2 separate regions of the Hordeum vulgare genome follow, and region 2 is linked to region 1. Evidence: chromatin contacts called from public Hi-C data. All regions are on one chromosome and are shown on one strand. The core of a region is the stretch at or near the end of the contact, and the rest is flanking DNA. Distances in the headings are between cores, read along the strand shown.

Evidence for each region. A called contact is a pair of places that touch in the nucleus more often than the background predicts.
Region 2: a contact with region 1 is called in a Hi-C map of seedling, with 5 times the contacts expected there. The contact joins two enhancer-like sites. A contact is called at or near these places in 4 of 6 Hi-C or Micro-C datasets (leaf and seedling).

The regions. Positions count from the first base shown.
Region 1 is chr5H:523,897,831-523,902,828 of MorexV3_pseudomolecules_assembly, reverse strand. No RefSeq gene overlaps it. Among protein-coding and RNA genes, the nearest start is that of LOC123452160, 22 kb to the right of the region's middle. Within about 2 kb of position 1,903, at least 2 of the 3 cell types and tissues checked have open chromatin away from gene starts, as enhancers often do. A contact at or near this core is called in seedling, where this site is marked.
Region 2 is chr5H:524,044,445-524,049,442 of MorexV3_pseudomolecules_assembly, reverse strand. No RefSeq gene overlaps it. Among protein-coding and RNA genes, the nearest start is that of LOC123452162, 52 kb to the right of the region's middle. Within about 2 kb of position 2,257, at least 2 of the 3 cell types and tissues checked have open chromatin away from gene starts, as enhancers often do. A contact at or near this core is called in seedling, where this site is marked.

The sequences.
Region 1 (4,998 bases), core at 654-3,153:
TATCTCAATGCCTACCTCTGGCGGAAGGAGAAGGCCACCATCGCCATGTTTGAGTCGCAGACCGTCGTCAACACGGTGCAGGCACTTAGTACCCTCCTGGCGGAAAGTATCCATATAAAGCCCAATTACCCCGCCGTTGTTGTCGGCCGCTTGTCGCCTACGCGCCTCCGATGCCACCACCGCACATCACCGTGGCTGTAGGAACGAGGGCCGATGCCGCCTACATGCCCTCGACCGCACCTGACGGGAGCCCAGCTGGCGCCACGCCACGCGGGCTTTGCCCGGTAACGCCTCCGGGGGCAGCGGAGGGAGGGGGGCTCGAGTGCAGTGACGGAGTTTGGTGGGGGCCAACCTCGGCCATCCCCCCCCCCCCCCAGCTAAAAAACAAATAAGCCTATATTTATTTATATTAGATTCATTTTTTACTCCAAATCGGTTAAAAATAATGAGGTTTGCCCCCTCAAGCCCATGACCTCTCCATATTTTTCGCTCAAGCTCCGCCACTGCTCGAGGTATCCGGAGGTCTCCCCGGTACGGGGCGGCACAGCCGCGCGGGTTAGGTCGTGGGTTGTGGGTTAGGTCATGGCTCCCATCTTTAACGAAGATGGGACCGACAACGCCTAGGCCAACTCGCTTAACTTCATAGAAGGCGATCAAGGTAGGTTTGCTTGGATACACTCTGACGTCTGATCCGACTAAGGCTGCATTTGGAGTTACGAGAGGTAATGATGATCTTGCTTAGACAGGTTTTGCATATTTTGTCTAGTCTATTTTTTGGAGTTTTATTGTGCACTATTAATTTGTGCACAACAAATCATGTAGTATAAGTAACTAGTAAGCAAGCTTAACGCAACCGTACAATCGGTAAGCACAAGCGCGCCGAGTTAATTTTCCAGAGGCGGTATAAGATACTCCCTCCGTCCCAAAATAACTGTCTCAACTTTATACTAGCTCTAGTACAAAGTTGTACTAAGTTTGAGACAGTTATTTTGGAACGGAGGGAGTATATTTTTTGACCGATCACACCAATGACGTGATTTCCTTGATCTGAACGGCCACACCAATCATGCTCACCGTACTTTTTTCCCCTCTTTATTCACTGTGCTCGTAGACTATCTAGGCCCGCATGCAGCTGCTGTTTCTGTCGTTCTTAACCAGAACAGTAAGTAAACCAGTGACTTGCCACGAAAAAGCAACCCGGTGATTGGCGGGCATGATCTGATCTGCTACATAGATCTTCCGGGCTTGCAATGCGATCCGTGACGTGAACCGGTCGACTCCACTCCGTTCCCGTGCGGCCTGGCACACGCATGCACGTCGCCATCCGCAGGAACTCCGTCCGGCCGGCCCTAGGCTTTCGGCCGCAGCACGCCCGTCCTGCAGCCTAGCCATTGCAGACGTACGTGTTGGTGTCGCCCATCCAACCCCCACGCGTGCGATGTAACATCTGCCACTGCCAGCCAGTGGATCGATCGAGAGCTAGCTGCGCTGCTTTGCTTAGCGAGCTTGTCACAGCCCACAGATAGATAGATCTGTGGTATCTATCGATCAACTCGTTTCGGGAGCACGCATGACGTGCTCACCTTTTGTATTCGTGAAACAAATTTGTGCACCCGGTATGTATCACTTCCGGTGAAACAACTGCTCCCTCTGTTTCGTAATGCAGGACATTTTTTGACACTGCACCTTTATCTTTTATATCATGGAATGAAGGGAGTGGTTCGTCTCATAACGTATGACTTTTCTGGCACTACATTTATATTAAAAAATGTCTTATATTACGGGACGAAGGGGATACATAGCTATATTGTGCGGCCGCACTATCTGATGAGCGTGAGAGGGACAAGAACATGTGTCGTCTAAGCGATTCCGCGACCTGACGGATTTCCCACTACCGCACCACCGCGTAGAGTAGAGTAGATATCCACGTCCCCATCCATCCAATGTACCCAACCCAACCACGCGGACGCGCCACGCTACGCAAAACGCCCAACTTTTTTAACCAAAGACAAGACAAACTTTCCGGCACAACCTCGTTTCGCTTCACCACTAGCTACCCGGCCGGCCGGCCGCCCTCCTCCTCCAGCCAGCTCGTCGCCGTCGACACCCACTCGGCCGACGATCGATGATGGCCGCCGCGTCATGCATGCATTGGTGGGCAGTACGGCCACCTGAAGTACCGACGGGACCCTTGGATCTCGTCGCAAAAAGACTAAAAGAGAGGACGCGATCCGCACAAGGTGCCCGGAGAAGGAGATGGCCAGCCCGGCCGGGCGCGCGTGGTGATCGTCTCATCGATCCCCGGATCCTATCATGTCTTCCACTTGGGACGAAAGGAAAAAAGGAGGCCAAAGGAAGGATGCGAGATTGGATGGACGACCAAAGCTTTTCCATCCCGGTTGCTTTCTTCTCCTCCTCCTCTTGGGATCCATCGGCGTCCCTCTCCCTCTCATCTTTTGGGGTCTCTGGGGTCGTTGGTGCATGCAGGAATGTTTGACGCCGCCGTCGCTGTTGCGGGCTTGCGTGGCCCACCCAGCTGAGCTCCACCGGCGACGAGCCCGGAGGAGGAGGAGCTCGATACAAGTGATCTAATCTCGGTTTTTATTTAAAAGTAGTTATTCCAGAAGAAATCTGGTCTGAGATCTTGACTGAATGACCGGGCTGGATTGGATGACTGCGACTAGCGTAGCTAGGGAGGAGCTGTAGAACAAAGTGTGTCTGGTTCTCTTCCTAGTGCGCTCCGGCGAGGCTCGCTTCGCTTCCATTTCATTTGTCGGTTGCTCTTCGCTTCATGGCTAAGGTCCATTCTAGTAATCCTTTAAGAATCAAAACTAAAAGTGACTGTGCCGGCAGTGTGACTGTCGACCGGTTGTGAACACGGAGCCAACCACGAGCAGCAGATGATCATAGACACCGCAACAGTATCGATGAAACCGTGCTGAGGCGGTGATATATATTGGCAACCATCCAATCTCAGCTCCGTATCTTTCATCCATTTCACTCCAACACACCAGCATCGGTAGCTGGCTGTGCAGTATAAAAGCATCTCTAACAGACGAACCGTAGCACGGTGTGCTAAATTTTTTTGAATTCCGAAATACTCCATCCATTCCTAAATATAAGACATTTTAAAGATTACACTATGAACTACATATGGATGTACATAGACATATTTTTAAGTATAGATTCACTCACTTTGCTTTGTATGTAGCCTCCTAGTAAAATCTCTAAAATGTCTTATATTTTGGAACGGAGGGAGTAGCAAACATGTGTTAATTTTAACACAAGATGTAAAATTTAGGGCAGCGCAGATAGCGCTGCAGCTGTGGCACTAAATAAAACATAAACATATTTCTCACTTAAACACATAACCAAGAAAATCAAACATATACAAAATAAATCAATAATAAATAATTTAATTATTATTTTAATCCAAACAAATCGTTCATGAATAATACAAAAAATAGTTCATGATTAAATACAATAAATAGTTTATTTTTAATACAACAAATAATTTGTAACATCAACTCATACGTTGTCCATTCCATGACCACCACTCCTCGACTAGACCATTTTAAATCTCATCATGCGTTTCGGCACGTAGAATGACATGATAGGAGGCAACAAAATGGGCCACCCTCGCAACGTTCTTCGGACTCACACGGGTCTTGCCATCAGCTCGTACTGAGAATAGTCTAAATTTGGTCCATGCTTATTCTTGATGATCATGTTATGTATGATCACACAAGTGTTCTGATATTTTGATCCCAAAATCTAGCTGGCTCTCTCACAATAGCAAATTGGTCTTGCAAAATCTCAAAAGCTCTCTCCACATCTTTTCTAGCCGCCGCCTCAGCAATTTGAAAATCAAGTTTTTCTTACCTTGCGGTGCCTTTAACGGCTTCACAAATGTCTACCAGCTTGGGTAGATGCCAGCCACAGGATAGTATGTATGGTTGTTCGCTACAAACTCCATCGGTGGAGTTTCACCATTTGCAATCCTAATCATGAGTGGTGACCGTTGAATAACATTGATGTCATTGCAAGATCCAAGCATTCCGAAAAAAGCATGCCACATTCAAGTCTCGTGATCGGCCACCGTTTTAAGGATTAGAGTGAAATCCTTTTTCTGACTGTGAAATTTCCCATGCAATGCAGCAAGACAGTTCTTCTAACTCGCGTGCAATCTATTGAGCCAAGCCTAACTTGAAGCCCGCGAGCTTTGTTGAACTCCAAAAGCCTGACGGTGTCTACAGATTTAGGAGCTCTCAAATATTACGGACCAAAAACATGCATAATTTCAAGTATGAAGCGCTTGACACACATGATGACTTGACTCTCACCTATGACCAAGTGATCATCAACTAGATCCGCTGGAATATAGTATGCCAACATACGCAAGGCGGCGGTCGCCTTTCGGAAGGTGCTATGCCTAAGTTCTCCGATGGCATTCCTCCTTTGCTGAAAAAACCAATCATGCCTCGCTGGTTTCTCCGCAATGAGTTTGAACTACTTAATGCTCATTCTAAAATGCCGCCGGAAGTATGATGTGGGGTATGTGGGATTCTCCACAAAGTAGTTCCTCATTAATCTGTTATGGGCAACAATCCTTTCCCTCCACAGTTTCCGACGATCGAAAACCAAACCATCGTGCTTCGGCTTTTTATTGACATGGATAGCTAGGATCATTAAGCTATCCTCCTCCTCTTGAAGATCAAATTCTTCACAGAAATAATCATAAGACGAACCCATCTATAAATTTGATTCAAAACTAATTTAAAAACTACAAACAACATGCACCAAATTCATCTACAAATATAAAGTTAAGCAATGCATAGCTTGCTTTTGTCAAACACCTTGTGGGCGTCGAACTGCAAATGGCCGCCGGGCGCTGTTCGTCGAAGAAACGGAGCGTTTGAGGAACGGCGGCGAGGAGTGTAGGTAGATGAAGCAACGCCGACGGAAGGAGCGCGTTTTTACCACGCGCGACATTATTGC
Region 2 (4,998 bases), core at 1,008-3,507, 150 kb before region 1:
TACATTCACAACAGCACCACTAGTCTTAAGCACAATGCGACCCACATAACAAATTTGAGCAACAGCTCTAGGGTTAGGAAATCTCACTACAAACACTCCTGGTCCAATAGCATGCGCCGAGCATCGCCATCCAGTGGCAAGATAATCATTTAAATATAGCTCCATCTGCCTAGTAGACGTCTCTCCCTCAACAATGCTCACAACAATATTGTTGGATCTCTCCTTCATCGGGTTAGCAGAGCACGAATCATGTATGTAGTAAAACCCCTGTCCCCTTGATTGGAACGCACACATAGATGCAGCACAACTCCAAGGCAGGAATTCACAACAAACAGAAGCTAGATGCCCTAATCGACCACATCTTTCACAAAAGGCTTGAACACAGAACGTAGGAGCATGTTCTCGAGACTTGCATATAGGGCATGGATCATGAGCACTGGAAGGATTCACCTGATTTGCCTTGGACCCTTGGTTCCGACGCAAAGGTGTGGAGATCTGGCGCTCCGTTCCCTCACCCGCGGATCCAGAGGATCCTTGGCTCTTGGGAACCCAGATCCCACTCTCAGTCGTCTGCTTCCCCATCGCAGCTTCCTCCCAGCGCGAGGTGTCATCAGATCCGGAGGCAACATTAGAAGTAGAGGAGTTGTTGTTGCCGCCGTCATCCCGCTTCCAGGAAAACTTCCGGTCACCACCACGGCCGCCGCCCCGTCCAGGAGCAGGACCAGGCCCGCGTGCCCCGCGACCAGGCTCCCCCCGTCGGCCGCCGCGGAAGCCTCGGTCTCCATCTCCCATCGGCGAAGAAGACGCGGTCACCGCCGCAAAGGAACGTGGATCTTCCCCAACTTTCCCTCTCCACCAGCCAAAGGAGTCTCTCTCTCTCGATCTAGGGTTTCTCGTCGGCGCCGACCAAAAGTGGGAGAATGCCTCCTCTAGGTCAAGCCGCGGTGCGGCTCAGGGACTTATACCCCCTTCCGAAATGAGATGAGCGGTCCGATCTCTTCCCACGTGTCGGCCATCCGCCATTGATGCGCTGTGGGGGAGCCGAACCCACACCGGACCCACTTGTCGGGCCACCATCACCACCCATCGTTCCCCTCGTCAAGCCCGACGCTGCATCCCCGGCCGCCCTCGTCGGAGCTCCAATCTCCGGCAGCCGGTCCCGAATCCGCGCGAAAAACAGGGAAAAGCCACCATATCACCGATATCTAGGGTTTCCCCTTCCCGAAGGCATCTCGCATCAATAATTTCTCCTCTCGCATCCCGTAGGACTAACCTGAGCGCCTCCCGTCGGAGTAGCAGCTCGCCGTCGGCGAACCGGAGTTGCCGCGAGCCGATGTCGGCGGCGAAGGAGACGCGCCATCTCGTGTCCCCTCCCTCACTCGGTCTGCTCGAGCTCGCCATCCCCCCAAGCGAGGCGAGGCGAGGCGAGAGCCGGTTCCGCGGCACGCGACGAGAACGAGAGCGAGAGCGAGAGCGAAGCAAAGCACTCCTGATGGAGTGATAATGTGGAAGCAACCTTGCTTCATTGCTAGTTACTTGGTGGAAATAAAAGGGTCGGATATATCAGCCTCAGGTCACTATGGGGCTGTTGCTCGAACTACGGGCTGGATTGCAGCACCAGATAATCACTCAAAAGTGAATGTGGCTGCAGTTTGCCGGGGAGGGCATTTTGGGTCAGTTGGGGTGGTAAGCAGGGATCGGGATGGACTTTTCCTTGGAGCTTCTGCCATGGTGTTCAATATTGCTGACCCAGCGACCTGGGAGACTTTGGCAATTCGAGAAGGTGTTGCTGCTGAATTTGAGCTGCATCCAGCTCGCATCTGATTGCAAAGGGGTTGTTGCTGAAATTGCAAAGGGAAGTGGAGCTAATTATGGGGGCGATCATCAATGAGATCAAGGAACAATTATCCGTTTTTCTTGTTGTTTAGTTCATGAGTGTAGGATCTCAAATATTGAGACTCACAACTTCGCGAGCATGCATTAAATTTGGGTCTTGACCGTCATGTTTGATTAGGCCAGCCCGATGATATTTCTTTTGTCTCTGTAAACATTGTGACGATTTAACAAACGTTCATGAGGTTGTCTCAGAAAAATATAAAGAGTGTCAGATGGGAGCTCTCGAGTCTTTAAAACTGGATTTAGCCACATAGCACGTGCGCCTCTAGAAAGCTGGAATTTACAACATTAACTTGACACAAAATACTCCCGACCATGGAATTTACGAGGTTATGGCCCAAGCTTACATTCAATCCACGGAGAAGAACGATCTACACCAGGGAGCCCCTAGTCGGCGCCTTCAGCGCCAATTAGGCAGCTTGGCGCTTGCATGTTTATTATTTGGGCCGGTTTCAAGTCTGATCCATTTCTGACTGTTTCGAGTCTGGCGCCTGCACATTTATTATTTCGTTCTACTGTTTATTTTTAAAAGTTCACCAATTATAAAAAATTCATCGGATGGGAAAATGATCATTACATTTGAAAAAAAAATCATTAAATTTGATAAAAGCACACTGATTTAAAAACACATTCAATTTTAAAAAAGTTCAACGAATTTTAAGAAGTTCATCGAATTTTGAATAAAGTTTATCAAAATTTGAAAAAAACTTCATCAAATTCGAAAACAGTTTATTGAATTTTGCAAAAAGTTTATTACATTTGAAAAAAGTTCATCTAATTTTGGAAAAAGTTCATAAAATATTAGAATTGTTAATCAAATTCAGAAAGAGTTCACCACATGTCAAAAAAGTTCATCTAAATTTTTTAATAAATAAAATCATCAATTTTTTATTAAGATATGATTTTTTAAATCATGTGTTAAAATAAAAGATAAAATGAAAAAATAAAACCCGAATAAAATAGCCCCGCAAATGACCAGCAAATTGGGTAAAAATGGTTTGGAAAGCTTCTGGAAGCTTCCCACAATTAAAGGATTCCCGCTATGAGAGGAGCAAATAGAAATAAAAAACATGTATGTAACAAGTAGTCGTCAATGCCATAGTGGTGCGTGTCGCTTGCATCCAAGGAACTGGTTGCAGGTTTGAACACCCACTACGCTCCTTTTTTGAACGTTTTAACAAATAAAATAAACGATGGATGGACCGGTCGAGCTCATACCAATGGGGATGCGCTACAGGCGCCCGTTCACAAACGGGCGTATAAGCGCCAAATAGGAAATCTCCTACATCAAGTAGATAAGCGTTGCACACTTGTGCAACCTGGTTGCCGTATAACCCTTTGTTTGTCCCACGTTTGATTCAAACGTCACTATCTCTGCTTATGCTACACTGCCCCTTCCTGCATTAAGCGATGATGCCGCACGCCCGGAGAAGATTATGAGGTGGTGGCAATACCGGGATCAGCAAAGGGAGAACGTCCAGCTACCTTTTCAAGGTATGTCCCTATAGTGCGTCCATGTGCATTCCTCCTTGATTCATGGCTGAAACGTGTTGGGCCTGTAAAGAATGACGGCCTATAGGGTTCTCAAGTTAATTTCTGGACCATTCTATTTTTATTGCAAACAATGTACCAGTCTGTACTTGCTGGCCTGCCCCTGCAAATAATACTCTCTTTGCATCAAAATAAATGTCTCAAACTGAGCATAACTTTATATTAGAGTTAATACAAAGTTGAGACACTTATTTTGAAACGGAGGGAGTATGTATCGCTCTAAGTGATATCTTTCACTCGCGTCAGCAGGGTGTCGAATGTTATTTTGCATGCTGGTTTCTGGACTCGATTTGGTTTTTTTCACCAGATTTTTCATGCTTTTTCCTTTTGTTATCTTCATCGGTTTCCAGCTCGGGTTTCTCAATTCTGACTGGGTATTTTTAAAACTTTTCAAGATGGTTTCTAGGAACTTTCTATTTGTTTTTTCATCGGTTTCCCAGTTTTTCTTCGTTTGTGTTTTCCTTTTTGTTCTTTTCACACTTTTCTTTTGCCGCGTTTTTTGGTTTGTGACTGATTCTCCTCCCCCCCAACCCTATTTTGAAGTTCACTATTCAACAAAAAAAAGTTCAATGCATACAAAAAAAATCATCTTGCATAAAATATTCTGCTAAGTGTGTATTTTTGAAGAATAATCACCATACATTAAAAGATTGTGTAGTTTATTTGAAGTATTGTCCACCATATATTAAAAAATGTTCTACCTACATAATATTTTTCTTCATTGTGTGTATTTGCAAAAATGTTCAACATGTATTAAAAAATCTTCAGTATCTACTATAAGTTGTTGGGTGTGTATTTGAAGAATTGTTCACGTATATTTAAAGTTTGTTCAGTGTGTATTTGAAATAATATTCATTGTATATTAAAAAATGTTTAAGATGTATTAAAAAGGCGTTTGGTGTGTATATGAGAAAAAAATCACCATGTTAAAGGGTGTATTTTGCAAAATGTTCAATGTATTTGATAAAAATGTTTGTCGTACATAAAAGAACAAAATAGTAAAAGAAAACCAGAAGGGAAAACATACCTGAAAGATTAGAAGGAATTCAAACCACAAATTATGTGTATAATCTTGTCTCCCGCTCGCTGGAGATTACTCGCCCGCGGCCTAAGGCCCAAGTAGACACTAAGGGGGAGAGTAGGGATGAGGGCGACACATGTTGTATCTATCCACGAAAGGTTGTAATGCGTGAGCCGACCATCCAACTGTATCCGTATACATCTCAAACTTGATTTCAATCAATCGGACGAACTGCATGCAAATCCGATAATTTTCAATCCAAGGCTTATTTATATGCTGACGACGCGACAGTTTTTTACGCCACTATGAAGGAGGATGTCAGTTTTATTGGCAACATGCTTTTCTCCTTTGCTGAATCAACTGGGCTTGTCATTAACTGGGCGAAGGGCTTGGTCGCTTCCATCGAGTGCGCTAATGTGGACCTTGAAGACATTTTACATCATTTCCCGGGATCATCCTTCCCAATTCGATACCTAGCATTTCCACTTGCGATTTGATGACTTAAAATGATCCACTTTCAGCACCTTGAA